Linked DNA regions of Mus musculus: regions 1, 2, 3 and 5 are each linked to region 4. A link is a contact called in public Hi-C, HiChIP or PLAC-seq and promoter capture Hi-C data. All regions are on one chromosome and are shown on one strand. The core of a region is the stretch at or near the end of the contact, and the rest is flanking DNA. Distances in the headings are between cores, read along the strand shown. Region 1 overlaps Pctp (phosphatidylcholine transfer protein). Region 2 holds the start of Cuedc1 (CUE domain containing 1). Region 3 overlaps Gm38534 (a long non-coding RNA gene). Region 4 holds the start of Trim25 (tripartite motif-containing 25). Region 5 holds the start of Ccdc182 (coiled-coil domain containing 182).

The links. Promoter capture Hi-C pulls out the DNA fragments that hold promoters and counts their contacts. Hi-C and Micro-C count contacts between places; a contact is called where the count stands out from the background. HiChIP or PLAC-seq counts read pairs in DNA pulled down with a chosen protein or histone mark.
Region 1: a Hi-C map of liver shows a contact between it and region 4, with 3 times the contacts expected there. The contact joins the enhancer-like site here to the promoter of Trim25 in region 4. A contact is called at or near these places in 3 of 39 promoter capture datasets (hippocampal neurons and liver), 1 of 484 Hi-C or Micro-C datasets (liver), 1 of 115 datasets of contacts at active chromatin or transcription factors (bone marrow-derived macrophages) and 1 of 9 other capture datasets (embryonic stem cells).
Region 2: an H3K4me3 HiChIP or PLAC-seq map of bone marrow-derived macrophages shows a contact between it and region 4, with 6 times the contacts expected there. The contact joins the promoter of Cuedc1 here to the promoter of Trim25 in region 4. A contact is called at or near these places in 2 of 115 datasets of contacts at active chromatin or transcription factors (both in bone marrow-derived macrophages).
Region 3: a contact with region 4 is called in a promoter capture Hi-C map of pre-B cells, with 3 times the contacts expected there. The contact joins the enhancer-like site here to the promoter of Trim25 in region 4. A contact is called at or near these places in 4 of 39 promoter capture datasets (the HPC-7 cell line, cranial neural crest, liver and 1 more), 1 of 115 datasets of contacts at active chromatin or transcription factors (the NIH/3T3 cell line) and 1 of 9 other capture datasets (embryonic stem cells).
Region 5: a contact with region 4 is called in an H3K27ac HiChIP or PLAC-seq map of extraembryonic endoderm stem cells, with 4 times the contacts expected there. The contact joins the promoter of Ccdc182 here to the promoter of Trim25 in region 4. A contact is called at or near these places in 2 of 39 promoter capture datasets (embryonic stem cells and hippocampal neurons), 1 of 115 datasets of contacts at active chromatin or transcription factors (extraembryonic endoderm stem cells) and 1 of 9 other capture datasets (pancreatic islet).

Annotation. Positions count from the first base shown.
Region 1 is chr11:89,995,075-90,000,359 of GRCm38.p6, reverse strand. The region is part of intron 1 of Pctp (phosphatidylcholine transfer protein); the gene reads left to right. Among named protein-coding and RNA genes, the nearest start is that of Pctp, 5.2 kb to the left of the region's middle. Within about 2 kb of position 3,304, at least 12 of the 459 cell types and tissues checked have an H3K27ac peak or open chromatin away from gene starts, as enhancers often do. A contact at or near this core is called in liver, where this site is marked.
Region 2 is chr11:88,096,211-88,101,511 of GRCm38.p6, reverse strand. It overlaps Cuedc1 (CUE domain containing 1), which reads right to left and starts at 2,366. Exons shown (of 11, transcript NM_198013.3): 1 at 2,169-2,366. It overlaps 2210416O15Rik (RIKEN cDNA 2210416O15 gene), which reads right to left and starts at 3,454. Exons shown (of 4, transcript NR_045499.1): 1 at 3,384-3,454; 2 at 3,195-3,297; 3 at 2,760-2,843; 4 at 1,405-2,650.
Region 3 is chr11:88,231,025-88,236,246 of GRCm38.p6, reverse strand. Gm38534 (a long non-coding RNA gene) reads right to left here. Exons shown (of 4, transcript XR_001780289.2): 1 at 5,179-5,222. Among named protein-coding and RNA genes, the nearest start is that of Gm38534, 2.7 kb to the right of the region's middle. Within about 2 kb of position 1,911, at least 237 of the 459 cell types and tissues checked have an H3K27ac peak or open chromatin away from gene starts, as enhancers often do. A contact at or near this core is called in the HPC-7 cell line, the NIH/3T3 cell line, liver and 1 more, where this site is marked.
Region 4 is chr11:88,996,661-89,001,937 of GRCm38.p6, reverse strand. Trim25 (tripartite motif-containing 25) reads right to left here and starts at 2,535. Exons shown (of 9, transcript NM_009546.2): 1 at 1,856-2,535. The coding sequence starts at 2,449. It overlaps Gm11496 (a long non-coding RNA gene), which reads left to right and starts at 2,502. Exons shown (of 3, transcript XR_388949.3): 1 at 2,502-2,719.
Region 5 is chr11:88,291,638-88,296,500 of GRCm38.p6, reverse strand. It overlaps Ccdc182 (coiled-coil domain containing 182), which reads right to left and starts at 2,458. Exons shown (of 1, transcript NM_028859.1): 1 at 1,240-2,458. The coding sequence starts at 2,405. The coding sequence ends at 1,947.

The sequences.
Region 1 (5,285 bases), core at 2,055-4,554, 1.0 Mb before region 4:
AGAGATGGACTGCCTCATTATTAATGTATGGAAAGAGAGACCAAAGACTGGTTATATACCCATTCGATGGTTATTGATGCTCTACAGTGATTTAAGTGACATGACACTCAAAGAGAGTGTCCTTTCTGAAGGTCCAGTGGTTTGCTTAGGAAGATACTGTGCAGGTTGGTTAGACTAATGGGCTTTTAAGGATCATGCTTAGCATGTTGTTGATGGCCTCAAGGTGGCCATTGGTGAGTGACTGATTTGCCTTCCATCCTCCTCATCCGAGGCAGTTGAGGTGGTCATCTTGCTGTTCCTTGTGGTTTTCCCTTTAGCATCCTTTATTGAAATGAGGATGGAAGGAAGACAAACTGCACATATAAATGCAGCTGTGACGGGTTTACTGTGAGGTTTTGAAAGGGTTAAGAACAAATTCAGAGGCTTTGGAGCACTCTTCGATGATATACGTTATATTTTAAATAAAAAAGTAAATTTTGCCATCTTTTAAAGTAGATGCAAATGATTCTGTGTAGCTCAGGTTATCCTGGAACTCTGGATGATCTTTCTGTGCCAGAGTCCCGAGTGCTGGCATTTAGGGACATGCGGACAAGCACCACGCTAACATACCTTCCTAGGCGGGAACTTTTGACAAGCAACATTTTTATGTGCGTAAGACTCTAGTCTTTATTAAGTCACAACGTGTCCCACATGGAAAGTTCCCTCGGGACCATCCTCTCCAACATCAAACTTTTGCTTGGACTTTGTTTCATCTGAGTAATGGTATAAACAGTTGAAAACAGGGCAGCGAGGAGCTGAAGGCAAACCAATGTCTGTCGTAAGACTAGCTGTCCCTGATGTTCTGGTTAATGACCCCCTGGGAGCAAGTGTGGTCCTCTGAGCAGTACTCGTAGGTTCTCCGAAAAGAAGAACCATAGGCCTCTAGGAGATCTTTCCTGGTGATCTACAGTCGTGTCCTGCAGGACTGCGTTACCATGGCAACAGTCACCAACATGGCCTATAGATCTGACTCTTAACACACAGAGGTCACAACTTTGGTTTAGACAGATGCTGGGCCGAAAGGATGCAGCTGATGATCAACTCTACATAGGTGAAGCGAAGGGGACTTCTCTGGTGTATACTAGTCCTTTGGCTGTGTCTCAGCTAGGTGAGGAGCCAACAGTCCTGTCCCAGCGATGGCTCTACCTGGCACCGCTGTCCTTAGGAGGCTCTTCCAGGCCCTAGAGGACAGTGAAACTGCATTGATCCGGCTGCACTGCGGCCCTGGGAAGGAAGCTCGGCTGACCTTAGCTGACAAGGAGTCCATCTCAGCAGAACAGAAGTTTCATCTGCCACCCCATAGCTGGACCTAATCCAGTTTATAACGCAGACCTGCGACCCTTAGGTCTTAACCCCATCTCGGTTTCTTAGAGAGTTTTGAGATATTACATGGATGTAGCCAGCTGTATTCTTAACAGTCTGTGGCCATAGCGGCTTCACCTTTGACCCCTGACTTCATCTTGGTGAACATGCATACTTTTTATTTGTTTTGGGTTTATTAAGTCCCTTAGAATGGCAGGAGTTGGTGAGCACCCGCAGCTTATACAAGGATACCTTGTCCCCTCGTGCAGTGGGAGGGCACTTTGCTGCAAGAGGCCAGGTCAGGGCACAGCACAGGGAGCCTTTACAGGGCTAGAAAGGGTGGCTGTTGGCTGCCTTACAGTCCGCCATGAGCGTATAGATAAGTTCCACCAACCCCTCGTGGGCGGCGCCTCTGTTTGGACCAGGTCAGGAGGGTGTGGAGGGGCAGGTTCTATCCATAGGTGATTATTCTATGTGGGAACTGTGAAGGCCAACTGAAAATAAAGTGTTGGTAGTCTCTGTTTCTCTCCTGTAAATTCATGGTGCTCGCTCTGCTGAGGTTGCATGAGCGGCGTGTCAGTAGCTGTAGCTGTGCAACTGAAAGTAAATTGCATGACCTTTTCTTTAAAAAACAAAAATCTTAGCCATCATTAAAACAAACAAACAAACAAACAAAAAACCCCCCTCCTCCCCCCCAAAAAATCCCCTTAGCGTGGTGTTTATGTAAGCCATCAGAATCACATCTTAACATTTAGTCACCCCAGTAGCAGTAGGGATTCTACTTATGTCCCTAAGCTCAGTGCCTGGCATAGAGCAGGTGATATGTAGGCTTCGCCCTCCCGCCAAATGTGGAGAATGTGTGGTCCTCTGTCCTCACTTCTTAAACGGGAGAAAGGAGATCAAATGTCTACGCCCGTCATAGACTTCAGCTGGGTCACCTTATGGCCACGACCCTCAAACACATCCTATGACTTGGAAACTCTTCTTTGACCCATTTACCGATAGGTAGACAGCGAACTTAGACTATGCTCCGCTTATGGCTCCAAGCCCATGCTGCCGCTACCATGCTGTCCTTTCTGGCTACAGAGTTTAGGAGACAGCTCTTAGCGATGACAGTGGAAAAAGGTGGCAGCGTCTAGCTCAGAAACAGCATCTTAGAGATAACATTTTGGCCATCAAGGGTCCTGTTGGGCAAATGCACCAGACTTAGGGACCCAAGGAAGCTCCCAGTGCAGTGTCCATTTTGAATTGAGAACGAGAACAGCAGAAGGGACAGGTTATCCATGCTTTGTGCCATCGGTTGACTCTTAGCAAGTCACCGGATCTCTTAAATCATTGGTCTTTGGTCCTTGCTTGAGGTAAGATCTTATGCAAAGGGCCTTCTTTGAATCATCAACCTGTGGTTTGGTTACCTTAGTTATTAGCCTGAGGTTTGGATAAAACATGCAGAGGGGGGTGGAGCTAAGTGAGACACTCTTGGGGTAGAAGGAGCTGGTGTCAAAAGACTCACACTCTCTGTTTGACCTGGTACTGTTCCCTAAGTCAGACTGAGGGAAGTCATTCAGTATCTCCGAGTTTCATTGCTTCATATAAGGATGGAGATCACAGCAATGTCCCTGTCTACCTCAAGGACCACACAGATGAGTCAATAAGCTCATGACTGGAAAATTGCTTGGAAACGAAATTGACAAGACCGTCCCTGATATTATTGAAAGAATCATAGCATGCCCAAGTGATCGGAAAAACCTCCTCCAAACAAAGCGTGTGGCTATCACAGTGACCACTGATGGGTCACCAAGGGAAGCACATGGTGAGAGGCCTATGCCCGATTGCTTCTCAGAGGCAAGAGCCTAGATCCTTTCCAGCTTTTGAGTTTTCCGTGAGTTACTTAATGGAAGGACATGCGTAGTTCTTTGTGCCTCTTCCAAGTTAAACATTAACCATCAATTTAATGCTCACTCTAAAGGCCTTCTCCTTTGGGAGAAGGGCGGGGCCCACTTGACTCACGTGACCACACTCTTGACTGAACAAACAATGTAGGCTCAGTTCTTCAAATCGGTGGAGAAAGCATGTTGTAAGGCATGCAGACCCCTTACAACCTTGGTCTGTGATGTTCTCAAAACTGACCGGTCTTAATAAAAATTACCACAGTCTCTATCCATAGCTACTGGGCTGGGCTACCATGCAGAGCAGTATACCAGTGGTCCTCCCTCAGAGGTGTTCCTGCTCTCTGGAATTCTTTCTCACTTTTCCTTAAACTATTTGCTCTACTCTGTGTTCATATGTCCTTATTTTTCGGCATAAGCCATGGGTTTGGGGTTGCATTGGAACCAGTGATCCTCATTCTGGCTCCCCAAGTCACCAAGCTCACAGTGGTGCTTTGAAGGGTCATGATCCCCATAGAGTCATAGGTTTGAACGCTTGGTCCCCACTGGTGGAAATGTTTGGGAAGGCTTAGGAGAGGTGGTCTTGCTTAAGGAGTCACTTTAACACGTGTGTCACTGGGGGCAGGCTTTGACATTTCAAAACTCAAAAGCATTTCCATCCCCTCTCCACACACACACACACTTTCGGGTGAGGGTAGAAGCTTTCAGCTACCTTCCTCTCTGGCACCATGTCTGCTTGCCTGCCTGCACGCTTGCTACCAGATCCTCAGCCCCTGGGATGGTAGTGAAGTCATTCCTGAGACTGTAAGCAAACCTCCAATAAACCCATCTATAAGTTGCCTTGGTCATGGTGTCTCTGCTTAGCAATAGAAAAGTAAGATGCTCACCAGGAATCCAGAGAGGCTCCATTATTCTCAGAGAACCTCATGGTCCTTTCTCTTTGCATTTTAACAAGGCTTTGCATTCCTCTAGTGTTTTAGGGAAGTTATACATAGTCACATTGTGTTCCCCAATAGCCGTAAGTTGTAACATTGTTCTGCCATTCTGTTTTAAAGTAATGTGAAATAAAGACTCCATCCAGACCTAGCAGAGACTTTCAGGAGTCGGGTGGCTCTTGCAGTGGGGGCAGCTCTTTGGCTCTAAGGCCTTCAGCCTGGTGACAGTTAGGCATGTGAGTTTCTCTTCTAAATAATAGTATCTCGGGTTAGGGAGAACCATGCATGGGAAATGAAGAGAAAAGATGGTGATATTGGACAAGAAAGCAGAGAGTCCTTTGCTCCTGTTCAACAAAGGGAGTGTAGGCTGGCTCAAGGTAGGCAGAGTTGGTCAAAGATCAGGGCCTTGAAGCGAGGAGAAAAGTTCATTTAGCTAGTTTAACAAATATTTTCCTTTGATTGATCAGTGTGGAGAGGCAGCCCAGCTAATGGGTTATGAAGCTAAGAAAGGGACTTCGGAGAATCTGCTCTTTTGAGTCCGTCCTGCCATATGGAGAAATGGTTTTCCGTTGTTGTTTTGCATTTCCTTTGTAGTCAGTATATTATATACCAAAAAGGATGGAGAGCTGGCATTTTCAATGTTTCTTGTGTGAGCTCACGCACATCCACATGTGTCCCTCTTTATTTACTTACATTTGTGCGTGCCTACACGAGTTTACATGTGCATGCAGATGCCCGTGGAAGACTGAAGAGAGTGCTGGCTGCCCTGGAACTGGAGCTGTAGGAAGTTGTGTACTACCCAGTGTGGCTGCTGGGAACTTAACCCACGTCTTTTGCAAGAACAGCAAGCGCCCTTAACTGCTGAACTATCTCTCCCACCTTCCACCCTGGTTTTTCAAGGGTGCCGGGGATCCAGAATTATGTCCTTATACTTACAAGGCCATTTTTCTTTAGACTTTCACCATTTCCTAGTATCAAAAGTTTCAAATAAAATTCTGCAGTGTCAGTGAGCACCATTTTGGGTCAATTAAGATTGCTTTTAGGAGCAAGTAAGAAAAAAGACAACAACAACAAAACAAAACAAAACAACAACAACAAAGCTGGACTGAGGCTGCCCCAAATC
Region 2 (5,301 bases), core at 1,117-3,616, 900 kb after region 4:
AGCAGACACCTGCACAGCATCCCAACAGCCCAGCATCCAGAGCATTATGGGTAAGAATAGCAGAACCACCGTCTCTGGAACTGTACAGGCAATGAGCCTCAGTGGCTTGTCTGTCCTCCATTTGTGTTCTGAAGTCTCAAGAAATGAAAAGAACTGCAAATTACCCTGACTGTTTTCTTGGGAAAATCTGCTCCAAGGCTCCCCAAGAAGACTCTTCTTCCATACTTACGAATGCTCTCCACGAGGCCCCTCGTGTCCCTAAGACAAACAGGGGCTCCTGAAAACGTCTCCTATACTCACCCACACTTATCCTTTTGTTTCCCCTTCATTCAATAGCCCTGTGGCCCTAACACGGTACCTAGGGCCTCCCCACCAAACAGACAGCAAACTTAGTCCTGGGAGAATGGCCACCTCAATTGCCCCTGCCCTCTAGCTAACTGGAGGGAGCTGGGAGCTGGGCCAGAGCTTCCAGGTCTCCATGGCCACAAGTTCAAAGTGGCATGAGAAAGAACCTCACAGCATTTCTACTTTGGGCCCCCTGGGATTATCTACTAACTAGCCACAAAGTTGGAATCTGCTCCAAAAGGCCTGAATTAGACGGAAAACTCTTAATATAGGGGTCTTAATTAGAACCCTAGCACCAAGGGGACATATTATGCCCCCTGGCAGTGCACAGGAATGCTCCAGCACCTGTGCATGTTGGGGCAGTGTGGTTAGGGTATAGCTTTCACCAGATCCCAAAGAGGCCCTTGGTCTAACTCTGAGACTTGGCCTTCTCCATCTCTCACCAACCCTGAGCTACCCTAACTGCCCAGAGCCTCTGCTTTTCAAGACTGTACCCAGCTGTTTCCTTGTCTCCTGCTCCATCCAGCAAGAGAGTGTGGACGGGTGATTTCCAATCCAACCTTCTGGATGAACCTCTGGTGGCCCAAGCCAAGCTACATAAAGAAAGGTACCATCCCTCCATTTAAACGGAGGTCCCACTTCACATTCGATCCAGCAGGAGCCAAACTTCATAATGAGATGACATCTATAAGATAAGGAGACTCCTAGTATCACACACTGCCTTCAAACAGCATACATAGTTAACTCCATAGGTCTGTAAAGAACCTTAGGGCTGGGAGGGCCAGAGCAACTCCAGAACCCCTTCTCCTGGGCCAGGTGGCTCAGGGTGTTGCAAGGTGTATTTCCTGGGTTTCAGGCTACTGAGGACCAGGTGGTGACCAAGGCACATGGTCTTCTATCCGACGTCACCTCTAGGGTATCTCATCACTATCTTCCCAATTATCCACCCCCACCCTCTATTCTTACAATAAGTAAATAAACAAACAAATAAAGGAAATCTAAAAATCTCTCTTCCTTAAAACACCCTCTCCAGGAATTTAATAGCAGTATGAATTTCTTGAAGCTGAAACTTTTTATTAAGGAAAGAAAATGGACAAGCCCATGCTGGGGTGGCAAGCCACCAACCATTCAGAGAGAAACCCAAGAGCGCTGAAGGAATAAAGGCAAGCCCCGGCCCCCTGGAGCTCAGCGCCCCAGGCACTCAGAGTTCGAGGGGCGGGGGAGCAGGGGCGGGGACAGCGCATTCTGAACTTTCTCCAGCCGGGTCGCGGAGAGACGCAGCTCCCAGGGGACCGGGTGGGACCAGAAAAGGCTGAACCGACCGGTGACCACGGCGGGAGCAGGAAACGATTCTCCCCTCCCCCTAAAAGGAGTTCAGCTCCCAACCCAGGCCCCCGCCTCGCCATCGCCATTCAGGCTGCGCCCCCAAGCCCGGGCGAAGCCGGGAGGGTGTCCACACAAAGCGGGGAACCGGGGAGCAGAGAGACCCGGGTTGAGCAGGCTCCCCAAGGCCTCGCGTCCCTTCCTCGCGGCGCCGGCTGGCCGGCGACCACCCCTCGGATCGCGGCCCCGGGATCCTCCGCACGCTCCCTGTGCCCAGGACCAGGAACGAGGCGGGCAGCGGCGGAGGGAGGGCGGCCGGGGACCTGCCGCGGGCTCCCGGGCAGCCTTGGCCACCGCGCGAGGACTCAAACTCGCGACGGCCCGGCCCTCGCGGCCGCGCCTCGGCGATGCTCCCGGGGAAGGTGGGGCCACCGGGCCGGGGTGGAGCGCGGCGCCCGCGAGCTCGCGCTAGGGGCGGCGAGAGCGAATCGGGGTCTTACCGAGCACCGCACGCGCGTCCGCTCCCGCGGGGCCGCTGGGGTCGGGCGGCGGGGGAGGGGCGCGGTCCCGCGGCGGCAGCGGCAGCCCGGCTTGGTGGCGCGGCGGCGCGGCTGGGCGCCGGGAGGCGGAGAAAGCGAGGCGAGGCCGGCTTCCTAGCGGCGGGCGGCGAGAAATGCAGCTGTCCCTGCGAAGCTGCCGGCGGGGCCACAAGTGGGGCGCGCGGGGAGGAGCGGGGCTGCGCGCGCGGCGGGGCTCAGGCTGCGACACCCCCAGACCCTCTCCCCAGGACTGGAAGCAGGAATAGGGATCCCGAGGCCAATGCGGTTGCGCAGGATACGGGGCAAGGGGAGAGGGATAAGGGGCAAGGGGCCTCTGAGGACACTGGGACAGTCTCCTCTGTGCATTCCTGCACAGACCGCTCCTCTTGAGGACTTGTGATCTTCCCTTTATGGCCCGGTGTGATGCGCTTGGGCTCTGCCGACTTGGGAAGCACCTTAAGGGGTTGTTAAAGCAAGGAGACCTGAGACGTGGGAAATTTGGGAAAGAGGGGGACCTAAATGCAAGGCTGACCTGAGAGTTTGCAGACATACACGAGGAGCCACTAGTGAGGGCTGTAGAAGATGCACGAACCTCTCTGGGCTTGGGGACATCAGGAGTGTGGGAAAGTGGCAGCTCTGCGGAGTTAGAGTTCAGGAAATAAAATGTAATATTGAGGCCAGAGGAAATCGTGAAGTTGATTAGGAAAATCAAAGTTACCACCCACTAACATCTTATCTCCACCCAGCATTCGCCATTACTTCAAAGGCTTCTGAGCCTCGATAAGGGATTCCACAAACGTTTTAATAAACGGTCGATCAACTGGTTAATTTTCCAAGTGGTTTGGTTTTGTGCACTAATTTGGAGATGAGAAAAGGGAACAGAGGGAATGATGGAAGAGCCTGCCCATTTGTGTGTGGAGCCCTGCACACAGCCCTCTCCTCTTCCGAAGACTTACAATCTTTGCTGAGAAGTCTGGGCATGCTCACCCAAGAGACATCTGATGGTGAAAATCACAAACCAAGGCCCCAGAGTCTCCATCCTTTGCTTGTCAAGGGTAATTTCTTCAGCGAGGTGGAATCTGAGGATACCCTGGGAGAAACCCCACCTCTGAGAATCCCTTGTTCCCTTCGGCCCCTCTGCCCATGCCCCTTCACCCGGCTTCCGGGAACCCTCACACTATCAGGACCCCACGTGAAAAATTCTGACTCTGAAGTCCTCCGATGTGGCTGCTGACTGAGATGTCACCAAGCGCTCAGGATTTATCCTCTCGGCCAGTAAAGCCTAGATGATGGTATCGAGTTTGTCACTTTATACTGTAGTGTTAACTTCACCTGTCACTTTTCTGCTTATTGGCAGAATCTTTCTCTAATCTGTCCCAGTCACTTTGACATTTCAGGACTTGGGGTTGGGGTGGGGGCTACCAATCTGGAGATTTTCCTGTTTGTGCGTGCCTCTAGGATGCTTATGAAATGTATTTTCATTCAAGTCGTTAGCAAAGCCAGCTAGTCGCTGTGATTGTCACCCTTGAAGTAGCCTGTCTGTGAGCTTTTCAATGTCCTCCTTTGGGGTCGATTCCGGAAGCAGCTTCCCAGTCCTGCCTCCCTACACCCCCACCCCCACCTCCACCCCTGCTTCTCATACCCAGAGCAACTTCACTCTCCCCTACTGCTGCTCTGAGCACCTAGAGGCTCAGGTTAGGTTCTCTTGCAACCCAGCCCCTCTTATCTGCTGCCTGCCTCAGGTCTCCAGCATCAGGTCCCTTGGAGATCTCATGGAGGCTAACAACAAACTCAAAACCATTCCTCCCTCATCTAAACGCCACCTCTTGGCACAGAGGCTAACCAGCTCAGTCCCTGCCCTCCCTCTTCCTGGGTATTCTGTTGCTCTCCAGCTGTAGCCATCCTTCCTTCCCTTTCCCCTACTTCTTCCCACAGCTGCTGCCTGGCTCCAGCCCCTGTGCTCTGCTCTCCACAGCTGGTGAGAGACCCGTCCTGCTCTCTAGCCAAACTTCCTGCCTGCTTCAGAGAACTCCAATCCGTTCTTTCTTTCCACCGTCCCCTTTCTGCTTCAAGCCTACCAACACTTCAAGATGCCCCCTTTTAAACTAATCCTGTCCTGATCCTGCCCTGCCCGCAAGCCATCGCCCTAGTAATGTCATCTCATCCGAAGTAGACTTCCTCTAAAATGGAGACGCATATCTCTTACTTGTTCCAGCCTCATTCTAGCTTTTCTTTCCTGCGGTCTGGCCTTCTTCCCCAGTCATCCCAGGAGCTACACTCTGTGGGAGGCCCTGGCAGGAACCTGGTTGTCTAAACCCATGAACCTCCTGCTTACCCCACTTCTTGGCTCTGATACAACCCCAGGTGCTTTTAAGGCTTCTTTGAAATTTCTCCCACCCCACAGATTGCCCATCCTACAAGGTTTCCCCAACAACCCCCACGCTTCTTCAGTAGCCTTCTCTAGCACCCAATTCCTTCCTGCTCTTCCAACAAACTAGGTCCTAGGATGTGTTCACAGAGGTTAATAGTTTTCAGTGGGCACCAAACTTTAGGACTTCTTCAACCTGCTACATGACTTTGGGGCCAGGCACTTAACTCTCTGTGCCTCAGGTCCCTTACTTGTGCTGATTAAGGTCTAGTTCATTTAATGTATTTGGGTGTTTTGCCTGCATTCACATGTGTGCCTAAAGAAGGCATCAGATCCCCTGGAACTGGAGTTACAGATGGTTGTGAGCCATCATGTGGATGCTGAGAATCAAACCCAGGTCCTCTGGAAGAGCATCCAGTGATGTTTAACACAGAGTACAAGTTGGCAAGGTATGTTTAGGGCCATTTCAAAAATTTCTGGAATCTGTTCTAATCCCAAGCAAAAATCCACTTAATATTTCTTGAGACAGGATCTCAACTACATAACACTGGCTGTTCTGAAATTCACTGTGTAGACCAGACCTATCTCAAACTCCCAGGGATCCACCCACATATGCCCAATGAGTGCTGGGATTAAAGGCCGCTGCCACTATGCCTAGTTTCATTTAATACTGTCTATGAAAGTCAAGTCAGCAACCTCCAACAGCAATTTTTTTAAAAAATCAAA
Region 3 (5,222 bases), core at 662-3,161, 770 kb after region 4:
ACATGAAACCTGATTCTAGCTATGGAAGTGCTCGACCCATGCTTACTTAACGAAATTAGGAAATTACGTAGGCTCAACAGCCCTGCTAACAAACAAAAGAAAGTCTAGCATTAGCCTGTACTGACAGCCTGGTGCTCCAAGCGCCTTTGTTCTTCACAGCCTCTGCTCTCGCTATATAAATAAAGCCAGAGGACAAGGCTTCCTTCTGTGTTCCAAGCAATTTGCTTATGCGAGTGGGATTCCCGGGTCAAGAATGATGCGAGGTGTTTTTATGGTCCTTCACCCACTTAGCCAGCTTACTTTTCAGAGTCTGAGCCCGTGAGCTCATTCGTGATTCATGCAAGCTGGCGTCTCACTTTCTGACGAGCTCGGGCCCATGCGGGTTAGGGGGTGGATCAGAGAGCCTCATGCACAGCCCGTCCCTGAGCCCTGAACTTGTCCCTGCTCCATAGAAACTCTAAAGTTCTAACCCCTCAGACTTGAGGGAGGCGTCCGGCGTCCCTCAAAGAGCAAAGGTCCGGGTCACCATGCTGGTGGGGCAGGACGGACTTCGTGGTCACAAGGAAGGTTCCTTAGGGACAATACTGATGCAAGAGGGAGCAACCTGACACACCCCTAGTTAATTTTATCAGGGACTGCATCGAGAGCTTTTTTTTTTTTTTTTTTTTTTAAGAATCGCAAGAGACGGTCCAGTCTGCCTGTGTTGAGGAAGCTGTAACTTTCCAGTGCTCCTAAATAGTGAGCCTGGGAATTGCTGTGACTGACCCAGGGGGAGGAGCTGGTCTGACCCAGGGGGAGGAGCTGGTCTGACCCAGGGGGAGGAGCTGGTCTGACCCAGGGGGAGGAGCTGGTCTGACCCAGGGGGAGGAGCTGGTCTGACCCAGGGGGAGGAGCTGGTCTGACCCAGAGGGAGGAGCTGGTCTGACCCAGGGGGAGGAGCTGGTCTGACCCAGGGGGAGGAGCTGGTTTATTTAAAGACCTGACTTTATTTTTTTTCCTTCCTTTCCTTAGCAGTTTTAGCTTTCTTTTTTGTTTCTCTCTGTTTTAGTTGGAGTTTGGGTTTCTTGTTTGTTTGGGGCTTTTGTTTTTAATGAGTCCCTTGTTGACTGGGCTAATAAGAACATTCCAGAAGTGAGGATAAGATGGCTAATTTCTTTCCACCTGCTTCTAATCTATAGAGAACAAACCAACCCAAGGCTTTACCCTCCCTGAGGGCTTCTCAGTTTCAGGGAAAACGAAACATCCCCGTGACAACTTGGCTCCCCTGTCTGTCTCTCAGGAGCCTCGCAGTGCAGATGTTGGGAGACACTGCTCAAAACAGTGGACAGGTGGGTCTGTGGGAGTGGGGGTAACAGGCTCTTAAAAGGTCTGCAAGCAAAGGCTTCGGGGAGACTGGGCATCACTGTGCCAGGCTCTATCATGAATGACATCTAATGACCTGCCCTTGGCCTTTTTTCTTCCTTCCTTCCTTCCTTCCTTACTTCCTTCCTTCCTTCCTTCTTTCCTCCCTCCCTCCCTCCCTCCCTCCCTTCCTCCTTTCCTCCCTTCCTTCCTTTGGTTTCTACTCTGCCTCAGCTTGACATGATAAAATAGGGCGTATGAAACTGAGCTCTGTGGACAGAAGACCGTCCCTGAACAGTCTGGGACTCGGGCATGTCTGTTAACCACCAGGCTCTGCTAGTGAGCATCCGATCAGGAGAATTCTGGAATTCAGAAATCTTTACCAGTTCTTGGTACTAACCTCAAACGTCCCTTGTGACTTGGGGCCTTTGGTTCTAGGGGTTCAAGTTTTCCCTCTGGGAAATGCCCAAAACAGTCCCCGTTCCCTAGGGAGTGAGTACGGGGTATGTCAAAGGAAGACAGAAGAGCCAATATTATAAATCACCCCTCAAGTGGCTGCCTAAACAGAGCCAGTCAGACCCCGGACAGCTCCCTTTCCCTGCCCTCCACACACACCCTGACAGCATCCCACAGGCCTCCTGCCTCCCTGTGAGGCCTCAGGCGACTTCACAGCCCGTGAATTTCCTTTGGCACTTTGAGGCTTCCTCCCACCCCCACCCCAGAGGATGCATGAGACCGCAGCAGGAAATGAAGAACATATTTTTAAATCAGAGGGGAAGCGATGTCTTTGTGTCAGATAAGTGGCCTGGATCCAGGGCTGAGAGACTGTGGCACATCTCTCCTTGCAGACAGCAGGTGCTCTTCGAGATGTGGTTGTGGCAACAAAATAAATGATGGATAATTGCTTTTGTGACAACTTGCCAATTAAATTAGACTCAGCAGAATAACATAATGACAATTTGTTATGCTCCGGTGGGCACTAACATACCAATCATAATTAAATGCTATGACTGAAATAGAATACGGCTCAACGCAGGAATATATAACCCCAATTCCCTCTCCGTGAAACATTATAGGTTGAGGCTTGATTTTAATTTCGGGAAGATAATGGCATTAGTGCATATCTGAGTGGGTTTGTGGAGAGGCCTGTGGTGAGAGGAGATGGGCCCGAGTGAAGGCTGGCCCAGGGGAACGCCCTGGGGGGCTGATCTGCAAGGTAGTGAGGAAGTGTGGGGAGTCTTTGGGCGAAAACAGTGTTTCTTGGATGTGTCTGGTCTTGCCTACAGAGCTTGGGAGGCACGGGAGAAAGCTGTTGCCAACAGCCTCTGAAGTAACTGGGCCTACACTGTAGAGTCCCAAAGCCCTCCATCTAGAATGTTCTATGGGTGTTTGTTCTCACACCCTGTTTTAAAAAAAAAAAAAAAAGTCACTCTACCTCCACCAAGCTTGGGAAGCAAGGAAGAAGGGGTGGGAAGAATGTAAGACCTGGAGGGAGGGAGAGGTGCTGAGAAGCCTGGTTGTTGTTCACGTGAACTCACAGCAGCACAAGGTCAAACCAGTTACATTCCAGCCTGGATCTAGAAGGGGCTGCACTGGGCACAGAGGACCTATTTATTGATTGCTAACTGCTGTTGGGCAAGGGAGAGTCATTTTTCTTTGAGAATGCCCCAGACCTATGCAAACATGGCCAGCATGACTGACATTTACACCAGCACAGATTCTGCATCCAAGGCTCAGGGGATATCGCAGAAGAGGAGTTGAAAAGGATGTAAGAGCTGTAGACTCAGGACGTCTGCTGTGAGACTGTGCCTTCTAGCTATGTCAGAAAAGCTATGCCCCTGAGATCTCAGCAACATGGCTGCCTAAAGATGGTCTAAAGGATTCCAACAGTTGACAGCCCATGGGTAGATGGGGGAACTCTCACGGGGCCATACCCCTAGATGCTACAAGCAATTAACAACTTTGAGAGAGGGAGAATTAGTTTTCCCCAGGAATGAACCCTGGGATCAATTATCTAATACCCAGCGATCAGCTCTAGGAACATATACATGCAGACAACACTGTATAGATCCAGTGGATTATAGCTATGCGTTTACTCATTTATATTTAACATCATTAGCTAAAGAAGAGGAGGCCGTGGATTTGCCGAGATTGGTCAGATGTGGAAGGGTAGGAGGGAGAAGAATGGAGGGAGAAAGAACCTAATTACATTTAAGATTTAAAAAATGCAGAAAGGAGGAGACTGGAGAGGTGACTCAGGGGTTAGGAGAAGTTGGCCCTCTAGCAGAGAGAACCCGGGTTCTGTTTCCAGCACCTACACAGCAGCTCATGGCCTCTGTCACTCCAGTCCCAGGGGATCAAATGCCTTCAGATACCAGATATTCATGTGGTGCACACATATTCTTGTAGGTAAAACACTCATGCAGACACACACACACACACACACACACACACACACACATGAGCTCGCATGTTTTAGAGTTTGGTTTTTCGAGACAGGATTTCTCTGTGAAGCCCTGGCTGTCCTGGAACTCACTTCTGTAGACCAGGCTGGTCTTGAACTCAGAGATTCAGCTGCTTCTGGTTCCTCTGTTTCATCTGCTGGGATTGAAGGCGTGTGCCGTCACAGCCCAGTTCCATTTCTTCTGTGACTTACACTTCCGGGACGCAGTCATTAGTGCTTTTCTCTTCTCCTACTAGATCGTAGCAGCTCTGTGCACACGATAGCTGTTCACCCTTCTATCCGAGCTTTGTATTGATTTTTTGTGGGTGCCACACTCATGCACCCCAATCCACTCATCTCCCCATCCCTTCCCATCTACCCACCGCCCTTGCGACCTCCGCATGAAATAACAAGACAAAGCAAAGATAAAAAATATATATCTCATGGTGGAAGCTGCAGTGTGTCCCACAGTCTACCCTTTTGTCCACACAGCTTTACTTGCAGATGTTCATTACAACGAGTCACTGGTCTGGTTCGAGGCCTCTGGCTTCTGCTACACCCTCAATACTGGGATTCTCCCCAGGACTCCTCTCAGATAACCTGTTGTTGCCCTGTATCATGGAGCTCCTGCAGCTTTAAATCTGCAGGACTGGTCCCTTCACAAGCTCTAGCAGTTCATACATGGTGGATGTTGGGGTGAGCCAACTCAAAGCCTGGATCTGGGCTGAGCGGTAGCTGAGTTGGCCAGACTGCCAACTCTTCCCCAGTCCACATCCCCAGCGCAAGCTCCCTAGCACTGCCCCAGCCAGCTCACCCAATGCCAGCATCTGGCAAGGAGCAGGGCCAGCTCTCTGGCTTTCATACCCTCGGGGGCCAGCTCACCTGTACCCAGGCCACCAGAGTCACCCCCTACTCTGCTGTCCAGTCAAGTGGCAGAGCAGGGAGCCTGTTCTCCCAAGCACTACAGCTGGTGAGGGGTTGGGGACAGCTGTCCAGCTCACATGACTCAGGGACCAGCTCTTCTGCCTGCTGCAAGTGACCAAGGAGGAGAGTGTGGCCTCTCTCCTGTGCCTGAGCCACTGCACAGCAGATGAGTGGCAGGGCCAGCTGTCCCACGTTCATGCCATCAGGGCCAGCTCTACTGTGCTGCCCAGGGAAGAAGCAGGGGCCACTCTCCCAGGGGTGGGGGCAGCTCTCCAGAATGCCACAGCCAGTGAGAGGCTGGACCAAGCTCTGCACAGCCCTTGGACAGTAACATCGTCTCAGGCCTCAGCCCTGACCAGGGATGCCACAGACATCAACAGAGCTCTGCTTGTGCATGGCTATGGACCCAGACATGGCCCTCATGGGCTGGGACTTCACGGTGGCCTCAGGTGGAAGGGGCGGGTACTCACATCATGCTGTTCCTCTCCACGCTGGAGTCTCCAGTTCCACCTCT
Region 4 (5,277 bases), core at 1,286-3,785:
CACTGAGCCATCTCACCAGCCCTCACTGTAACTGGAGACCATCATGTTCCCCATTTTATTCTTCTGTAGCTGGAAGCTACTGCTGGGGGTCACAATTTAAACCAAGATCTTGGCACTGAATCTGGGAGGGACCTCTTAAGTGCCAAGCCTCCTGACACCGGATCCTGCCTCTGCGGCACTTCCCTGGTGGCTCTTGACCTACCCAGAGATCTGTAGGGTCTTGCCCCAAGCCAAACAGCTAGCTCTGGTGGTAGCAAAGACAAAAGCACCAAAGGCGGGGCAGACTTTCTCCCAGAACAGCTAGACTTGGAGGTATCCGTACCCCGTACCCACATGGGGTATACTGAAGAGAACTCTAAAGATGTTACCTGTAGATACAGGTGCCAAGAATCAGAGGGAAGACATTCTAAGGGACCTGACTAAGACCCAGACAGGCAGGCAAGGCCAGGGAAGGGCTGTGGCAGGAGGAGGGAGCGGAGCTGAGATCTTGGCACCACACAGCAAGGCTTGCCAACCTCACCCAGGTTTCCAATTCCTTCCACAATGTTGGGACAGGCCTCAAGTTCTCAGACGTTTGAGAGAGAAAGGAGATCAGATCACACTTTGACAAATGTACCGAAGAGAGGCAACAACTGCTTTGAGTCTGTAATGGGGGGGGGACCTCTAAAGCCACTAAAATCATTGCAACCCCACAAGGCCATTAGGAACCCTGACTCCCTGACACACGCTTCCAGTCTTTAGCAAGGCGGACCCAGGTCCAGAGGCCCAATTCCTGCTCAATTTCTTTTTTCTTTTCTTTCTTTCTTTTTTTTTTTTTTTTGGTTTTTCGAGACAGGGTTTCTCTATATAGCTTCAGCTGTCCTGGAACTCACTCTGTAGACCAGGCTAGCCTCGAACTCAGAAATCCACCTGCCTCTGCCTCCCGAGTGCTGGGATCAAAGGCATGCGCCACCACGCCAGGCCCTGCTCAATTTTCACACAGCAAGATGGACTACACCAACTGAGCGCGTGCGTTTAGTCTCAGCACTTGGGAGGCAGAGGCAGGCAGGTCTCCATGAGTTCAAAGCCAGCCTGGTCAATATAGCAAGCTCCAGAACAGCTAAGACTACATAGTGAGACAGTCTTAAAAACAACCAAAAAAGGGCTATACCACAGTGCCAAAGTCACAAGCAGGGATTTCTGAGGCTCTGTGTTCACACTCACTATCCATTCACACCCTCCTCAACAGAGGCTTCTGTTACCCTTAACCTCAAGCTTCCAAGACTGCTCCATGCTCTGGACTCAACAGATCTGTGGTCTACAGGGAAAAAGGAAACCAGAAGCTGTGACTCAAAGCAGCCTGGTTCCTGCTAAGCTAATTTCTCTGGGCCTGTTTTCCTGAACTAAACAGACACAGCCCTGAGCTGTGGAATGAACTAAACAGACACAGCCCTTTCGTGCTGCCAGGATCTGAAGGGGTTGGAGAGGTAACCCCCAGGGTTCCTGGTTAATATTCAAAACTACTGAACTCCACTGGACAAACACAGACTTGGGGCAGGCACTCTTACCTGTGCCTTCCGTTGTGCTCTATGTAAAATAGAACTAAGAGGGCTGGAGAAGGCAGGCGATAATGGATGAGCGGGAGGCTATATAAAATCTACTTGTTTGGTCTGTGGGGATGGCTTCCTACTGCCCAACTCCCAGACTGCGGCCCACGGAGCCTAAGGCCATGAGGTCTGTGAAGGAATGGGATCTCTGGCCCAGCAAAGCCTATCTCCTCTAGCAACCCACTGTACTACAGGGATACCCAGGATGGCCTCTCCACAATTCAGCTGATCCAAGCTGTCCTCTATACCCTCAACCAGCCACTCCCTACCTCCAGGTCGGCGCTGGCTTGACTTAGGGTCGTAGGGGAGCAGGTCTTGTGCTCTACCAAGCAGATATGGCAGATGCACTCGCCATGCTCGGGACAAAACAATTCCCGAAGGCGGTTGTGCTGGGTACATTTGCGGCGCAGAAGGTCACGAATGGGCGACTGTAGGGGGTGATCCTGGAAGGCCGGACTGTCGAAGTGAGGCCTCAAGTGCTCCTGGCAGAAAGAGGCCATGCACACGAGGCACGTCTTCACTGCGATCTCCGTCAGGCAGTGGTCGCAGGCCACCTGGGTGGCTGCGCTGGAGGCGGAGAAGCGGGCAGGAGGCGTCCAGTCGTCCACCGGGGTCCGCGCCTGCTCGGCCTGCAGGAACTGCTCCACCACCGCGCACATTACCGTGTTCTTTTGCAGCTGCGGGCGCACCTGGTACACTTTGCGACATTGCGGGCATCGGTACGGCGGGCCCTGGACGACCCACGTCTCATCCAGGCATGACATGCAGAAATTGTGGCCGCACGGAGTGGTGACAGGTTCCTTGAAGAGCTCCAGGCAGACGGAGCAGGACAGCTCCTCGGCCAGAGGATTCAGCTCCGCCATCGCGCTCGTGGGCTCACCCGACGTGACGCGCAGGGACAGCTGCGCACCCTACCGCGCGGTACTTAAGAAGCAGCGAGGAAGGAATCGAAACTGAACAGGAGGGGCGGCGCCCTGGGGCTTCAGGAAGTCACGTGGGTCCCTGGGGGCCGGACAGTGGGCGGGAGGCTTCCCTCCTGGTGCTGGAAGCCAAAGGTGATTATGGGACCTGGGGAACTCTGATGCTCTCCACACCCCGCGGACCCGAGCGACGCACGACCCAAGGGCTACCAGGTGCAGTTTCAGAGGCACTCTGCAGATGAATTGTCGCAGGGGCTGGAATATTCCCACCCTCCTGGTCGGGGCCTACGTCCTAGCACAGTGCAGCAGAGCTTTGGAGAACATTCATCTGTGTCCCCGAGGTGTCACCAATCATCCCTCCAGAACAGGACCGGTCTTATTAAAACTCAAAGCCAAACAGAACAAAATACTGTTGACCCAGAGCTTGGTGGCTCGTGCCCGTAATTTAGTCACTTAGGAGGCTGAGGCAACAGGATTGCCGTGAGTTCGATGTCAGACCGGGCTAGAGAGTTAGTGGCCGTCTCAACATCTAAAAATAGGGTTGGGGAGATGGCTGTACAACAGAATATGAGACCTAAACACAATTACTAAAACCCTGGTTAAGACTGCACAAAATTGACACCCCCCTCCCCCAATAACATACACATAATAATTTAAGGAAAAGAAAAGAAACAAAACACAATTCTATGGACTGTGGCTGTCTTCCCCTTCCCTTCCCGCTCCGTTCCCCCTCCCTTCCCCTTCCCTTCCCCCTCCCTTCCCCTTCCCTTCCCCCTCCCTTCCCCTTCCCTCCAGCTGTGCTGCCTTTGTATGCAGCTCCCTCTTCTTTCCTGATGGTGGGCTCTGACAAATCTCCTCCCAAGCCCTAAAGGCAGGACCCTATGGTCATCCATTCAGATCTGGTGTTCCTTTTATGGTAGATGATCTTTAAAACAACAACAACAAAACCTAATATTACAAAAGTTGGGTGTCACAACTTTTGCCCCAAGTCAGCTCCAGCCACCGGTCCTTAAGCCAATTAAATGAGCCTACTTAAAAGAGGAAAACAGAAAAAAGAGACCCAGCAAACCCCTCAAGTCCACCTTCCCCGTTCTGAAGTGAGAACAGAGTTAAAACAGAAGGCAAAAATATTTGTATCTAAGTGCCAGTCCAGACCTGGTCCAGCCTACCAGTGGCCCATCATTGTCTGGGATTCAATCTCATTTGGTAAGCTGTTCTGTCCCACAAGCTGTACTAACTGTGAAATCTTTTCCCAGGAGACAAATTCTCCCTCTGGTCTCTCCCAGCATGAGATTCCAAGGAAACTCCCATTTCTCTGGGGTTCACTGTTTCAATAATGTAACAGATTGAGACACAAGTGTCTCTTAAGAATTTCTTCATCTAAGCCAGATTGGTTATAATACTTTTAAATTGGGTGAGGTGGGACACACCTATTATCCCAGAACTCTCTCTGGGGAGACTGAAGCAGGAGGAACTCAAATTCAAGGCCAGCCTGGGCTACATAGAACCCACCCTACCCTCACTTAAGTAATAAGGGTCTGGGAATATAGCTTGGTGGTAAAGTCCTTTGCCTAGCAATTTTCAATACTGAAAAAAAAAAAAAGAGAAATTTTTACTCACTTGGGATTTGGGGACTCCCAAATTTAACAAATGTTTTCTCTCTTATATGTGCACATACAGTATTTTTTAAAAAAAGATTTATTTATATTATGTACATTGTAGCTGTCTTCAGACAAACCATAAGAGGGGTATTATATCCCATTACGGATGGTTGTGAGCCACCATGTGGTTGCTGGGAATTGAACTCAGGACCTCTGGAAGAGCAGTCAGTGCTCTTAACTGCTGAGTCATCTCTCCAGCCTTCACACACAATTTTTTTAAAAAGATTTATTTATTTATTATATGTAAGTACACTGTAGCTGTCCTCAGACACTCCAGAAGAGGGCGCCAGATCTCATTACGGATAGTTGTGAGCCACCATGTGGTTGCTGGGATTTGAACTTGGGACCTTCAGAAGAGCAGTTGGCGCTATTAACCACTGAGCCATCTCGACAGCCCCCTTCACACACAATATTGAAGCTTCAATTTTTTTTTTTCAAAATCATTCATTTAGGCTTACATTGTTTTTAGTTCTGTAAGGCAGTCCTGCAATCTGGGCTGAGTGCAGAACAGAAGGGTGGACAGGAGAATCCGAGTGTCTGATGGGAAATTCCACTGTGGGAAAGAAGCTCCTTGAGGGATTATGGGAGTTTACCTTGGATGACAATGTTAAGCAGCCAAAAGGACAAGGTAAATATCTCATAGTATCTAATAGCCATTGTTTATGAGGCACCTACTGTGTGCCAAACAAATGGAGAATATTACCAAGACACCTTTACGAAGCCCTAAGAGGGGCATCCTACATCCATTTTTATTGTGAAGGTCAGGATACTGTTACAAAGGAGCTGGGATGAGCTTGGGGCTGCCCAGCATAACATCCTAAGCGCTGGTTCCCCTAAGTTTCATCACATGGACTTCTGTTTCCACAAGACTTATCATCCCATCTATTCTGGTTCGTATTTTGGTGGTGGTAGTTGTCTGCATGGAAAAAGAAGAAAACATTCTGCTGGGGTGGAAGGCTGGGAGTCCTTACCACAACCTGTGAAGTAGATAAAACCATCCCACTTTACAGAGAAAAAAGAAACAAAAAGGCTTAGAGAAGCCAAGCAATCCAGCCAAGACAATGGATGCTGGCACACGCCCTATCTGGTTCCAGAAGGCAAGTATTTCCT
Region 5 (4,863 bases), core at 1,209-3,708, 710 kb after region 4:
GTCTCCTCAGCAAGTACACCACAGGCTGTACTGTGGGAGACTAGAGTCCTCTCCTTTCGAGTGAATGCCTTTAGATCCTGTTTCCTCTACATAGATAGGGTAGACCTCTAATAACCTTCCTAGTTCTGTGTGTGTGTGTGTGTGTGTGTGTGTGTGTGTGTGTGTGTCTGTCTGTCTGTCTGTCTGTCTGTCTGTCTTCTGTCTCTTTCCAGGGTTTAGTGGTCTGGGACTCTCCTCTAAGAAACACTCCCTTCTTCCAGAGCTAACCTCAGCAATTTCAGCAACGTTTCACCTACACTAAGGGGCATTTATCAGAAACCCATAAAGCTTTCCAGAACTCTCCAGGACAGCTAAGAGCACAGGCTCTAAAAGAGCTAGCTAGTGCTAGGTTCAGATCCCCAGTCAGCCAGCTTTGATCTTGGGCAAGTTACTCAGCCTAAGTCCTCATGATGCTGAGGTGAAGTATGTGGCAGCATATACCAGGCCTGATGACTCTCAGCTATCGTGGGATTATCAATACTACTGTTGCTGATTGAACTCAGTTGCTACATCAGCTAAAGTAGAGGAGAAGCTGCCTATAGTTAGAGCAGAGATACAGCCCTTCTAGGAAGACGGTTGATAGCTGGATATTGTGCTTAGCCAAGGGTCGCAAGGTCCTTTGGCAGAGGCCGACTCAAGGGGACCCAAATATTTGAATAGAGGAGGAGAATGAACAAGACTGCACCCGAAGGTCAGAGGGCACTCACCAGGTTGCAAACCCTGGACTAGAGACACCCAACTGCTCAGTGTCGCCTCTGGCCACCAGACCCCAAAGACTTGATGTGTGGCAGCCTTTGGGAGGGGCCGGAGAAATAATATATGAATCGGTGAACCCAGGGCTGATTGTAAACACAAGTCACAGTGACTGTTAATGGCCTCGAGACACGCAAGTGATTGTTCCAGTACCCCAGAAGGAGCCAGTCCAAAAACAGTCTGATTGGTTCAGGGGATTGTGAGCCTGCAAGACTGTAAATGATTACACACTCGGGGCCTGGGCTTGGAGCACTAGCCATTTGTTAACACAGAGAGAGCACATAAGAGAGTGTTTGGGGTTTGCTGGTTAGTTGACTATTTGAAAAGTGCTGTCCTGCCCTCAGGAGATACCTGTGGGGGCAGGCAGTAATGGGGGGGGGGGAGAGCATTGTTTGATACATGGCCAGACACCCTAGCAACTACTGTTCAGAGAGTCAAATAAAGGTGTCAGTTTCACTGTTTTATTGTGCGAACTTATAGATGTCACCTTGAGTGCAGTGGCGAGCCGAGAGTTCCACCATCAGAAACCTAACAAGGTTCACCCCACGGAGCAGCCTGTCTTCGGGGTAAATGGAGAGGAAGCAGAGTTGAACCAAAGCAGTAAGGAAAAGAGAGGACCAATAGTCCAACTATGCAAGCAGACTGAAACGGCGAGGTCAGGAATTACACAAAGCCGGCCGTCTGAGTCCAGTTCAGGATGCGGGCAAGCCCTCTCTCTCACTAAGCCCCCAACCTGTCTCGGTATAGAACACACACTGACAGGTCTCAGGAAACCAATTGTGAAGTGATAAATCACGAAAGCCTGGAGTCATTAAAAGAAAGGTTAAATCTGTTCAACACAACCAGTTTAAGAATACTCAAGAAAAATGCCCCTACATCCAAGCAACCGTACCATTACAAACGGGAAACAGTTCGAGGGGATGGTTACAGGTCTGACATAGTGTCTGGGGCCTCCTTCCTTGACGAGGCTGGATAAACGGAACTTCACCCGAAAACCATATTGAGGTCTTTTTTGCCTCTCTGCATGGTGTTATTTTGGTAGCAGGAAAGCAATAAAAATGGGGCAAGGGGAATAAATGGGGACTTAGCGTTTGTCCTTCCATTAAAAAACAATCTTGCCCGCCAGCTCGGGCGCACACTCGGGCGCGGGCCGCTCAGTCCGCCTGGCTCTTCCTGATGGCTCGCAGCGGGTTGTGGCTCCTGACCAACATGTTCTCCAACCGCTGGCAGTGTTCACGAAGCTGCTTCTCCCGGGGCAGGAGGAAGGTGAGGACCTTGTTGCGGACGATGCCTCGGTCCTCCTCCTCCCTCAGCCGCTGCTTCACTCGCGCCGCCTGCTCCTCCTGCTGTGCCAGGACGCCACTCATCTGGCAGAAGGCGTCCTCCAAGTAACGGATGGCCTTCAGTGCCTCCTCCTTGAAGTCCTCCAACTCCCTTTGTACCCCGGCCACCTTCTGCTGTAGGATCTCCAAGTCGGCCGGCAGAGGGAGGTAGGAGGGCCATGACTGAGACAGGGAAAGGTCCCCAGACTGGAGCCCGCTTTCCACCATCTTCTTGCCCTGTAAGGTATTCACCTTCATAAGAATGGACCCTGCCTGAAAGAGGGCTTCCATTATCTCCTTCTGCAGAGAGGAAGCCAAGAAACTGAGTCAGAGATTTGGGAGCTAGAAACACTATCACTTGAAGTCGTTGGACCCATCTCATTGTGACATCACGACCCTTCAGCCAATCAGAAAGAAAACCCCCAGTTCACTATTTTGCATATTGTTGGTAACCTACAGATTTACTGCGCTTCCCAAGTCTCCTGAAATGAGGCTTTTCATTAATCGGTCACCCAGTCAGAACTGGCGTTCAAGCGTTCCTTTAACCCCGAGGGCAAATCTGAGGGAGTGGAGAAAACTGGCTAAGTCAAGGCAAGCCAGGTCAGGTTCACAGGCTGCCAAGACCGAGCAGTCTCCTACCCCATAAGGAGCACAGCTGATTTCACGGCCTGGTGTCTGGGCTTCCTCGGGCTCACCAATAGGACAAAGGCATTCTTAGAAATGATGGTGCAAGATGCTAGAGGAGTAATCCCATCCCATATCCATATTCCCGCAATGGCCAGATGATGCCAGAATGCATAGGTGATCGACTTACTGTGATAAATGTGTGTGCTCTTAAAGGGTGGTTCACAGAAATGCCCGAGGGATAAAAGTGAGCCGTTCATATTCATTCAGTTAAAACTTCCCGGGTGCTTGCCGGATTCTGGAGCTAGGGAATGAGTGTAAGTAATGTTTCCCAACGTTCCTGGATGGTGGCAGATAGGAGTCTGTGGATACGGGTAAATCGTGTGGTTTTGCCTGGTTACTCTAACAGAGGCAAATGTTCCTAGCCACATGTGGCTCAGTCCAAAACTCTGCCTTTGTATATTGCAGTCTCTTGCCCAGACCTCCCACTGGGACTCCAAACATAAACGCCCCCCCCAACAACCGACCTTGAAGCCAATCCATCTAGAGCTAGATAAATTACCTCTTCAAACTGGTTCCTGCTCTCCTATCCTACCAATGACCCTTCCTGGGACAGCAGCCACAGCAGCATCTAGTGCCAAGTTTTAAATGTCTGTCTCCTTCCCACCTCATGTTGAAACTGACATCCTATCAGCGTTGAGAAGTGAGGGGCTTTTGAAGGCAGAGCATATCAGATGGATGGTGTCATCTCTAGAATGGGGTTCATTACCGTAATCATCTCTGCTTGACCCCTTTTCTGTTTCTCTTGCCACCTTTGCCTTTCTTCCACATGGGAAGGCATAGCATGAGAGTCCTCACCAGACACCAGCTCCCTGATTTTAGACTTGCCAGCTTCTGGGATTACAGAATTACAGGGAAACAAATGTTTTTGTTGTTTTGTAGATCTCTCAGCCTCTGATATTTTATTTTGTCACTGTGGAACAGCACAGAGTAAGCTCCCGGGGGTTAAACTAGACTCTGCCACTTCCAAGTGACCTCGAAGGCTGTTGTTAGGTCTCTTATCTCTGAGCAGCCTATCACCCACCTTCCCGCACTGGAGTCCAGGCTTCACCACTTAGAAGCAAGGTCTCACTGGTAGATCACCTTTCCCCCTAGAGACCCTGTTTTCTTCTCTGCATTTCTGAGAGCTGTAGTACACAGGTCCCTGGGAGAGAAAATCTCTCTGATGGGCAGCTGCTGCCGATTTCCATCGTGTAAACACTCCCAGCAAGGTTAGCTTCAAGCTCCCAACTTGCTCTCTCCCAGAAGTGAAGAACCATCCTGAGCCTGGATAAGTCAACTCTAGCACAACAGGGCCCATGATAAGGGCTGCTGCCTTCTCTGAGACATTGACTAGCTAGTGGCCTCAAGTAGTCATCAGAAGGGGGCATATTGCAGGGACAGTTGTAGCTAAATGGAGGTGAAATTCTGAATTGCAAGAAACTCCATTTACTGAGAAGGAATGTTGAATGGAAAAAGTGGTTACTTTTCTAGGAGCCAGGAAAGCTGGAGTCGGGAACTGCTGTGTGGCCCTACATCAGTTGTCTTCCCTTGCTGAGCCGCCCCCCCCAACTGTGACATGAGAGATGGGCCCACGAGGCCTTCCATACCCCTTCCCCCCAATTCTCTTCCTTCTGTCTCTTATAACTGTTACCTGGGTCTACCATCTGCTTAGGCACGGTAAACTCTGGCAAACAGAGATTTTTGAGTCCCTTAACCTGTTTACCCTCAAGTGTCCTGCCTGCTGCCCCACAAACAGTGGTACTCAGAAGAAATGGAATTTCGGTTCATAGGTGGCTCTCAAATGCCAGGCACCCCTAGCTTTTCTGCTGACACATTGACACCTACTGGCCTTCAGAGAAACCGCAGCCTGGGAATTCCACCTAAGAGTGGGTGGGGATGGGGAGCAGAAGGGAGCAGCTTGGGGTCTGTGGGGTATTTAACTAGGGCCTTGTGCCTGTTGGGTTCTCCATCAATAAATATTTCCCAGATTGGTAGAAGAGAGAACGAAATGGTGTGTCTCTTCTGGTCTCCTCCTCTGCTGTCTCTCCCCCGCTTCCGGCCTCTCCCTTCCTGTCTCTCATTT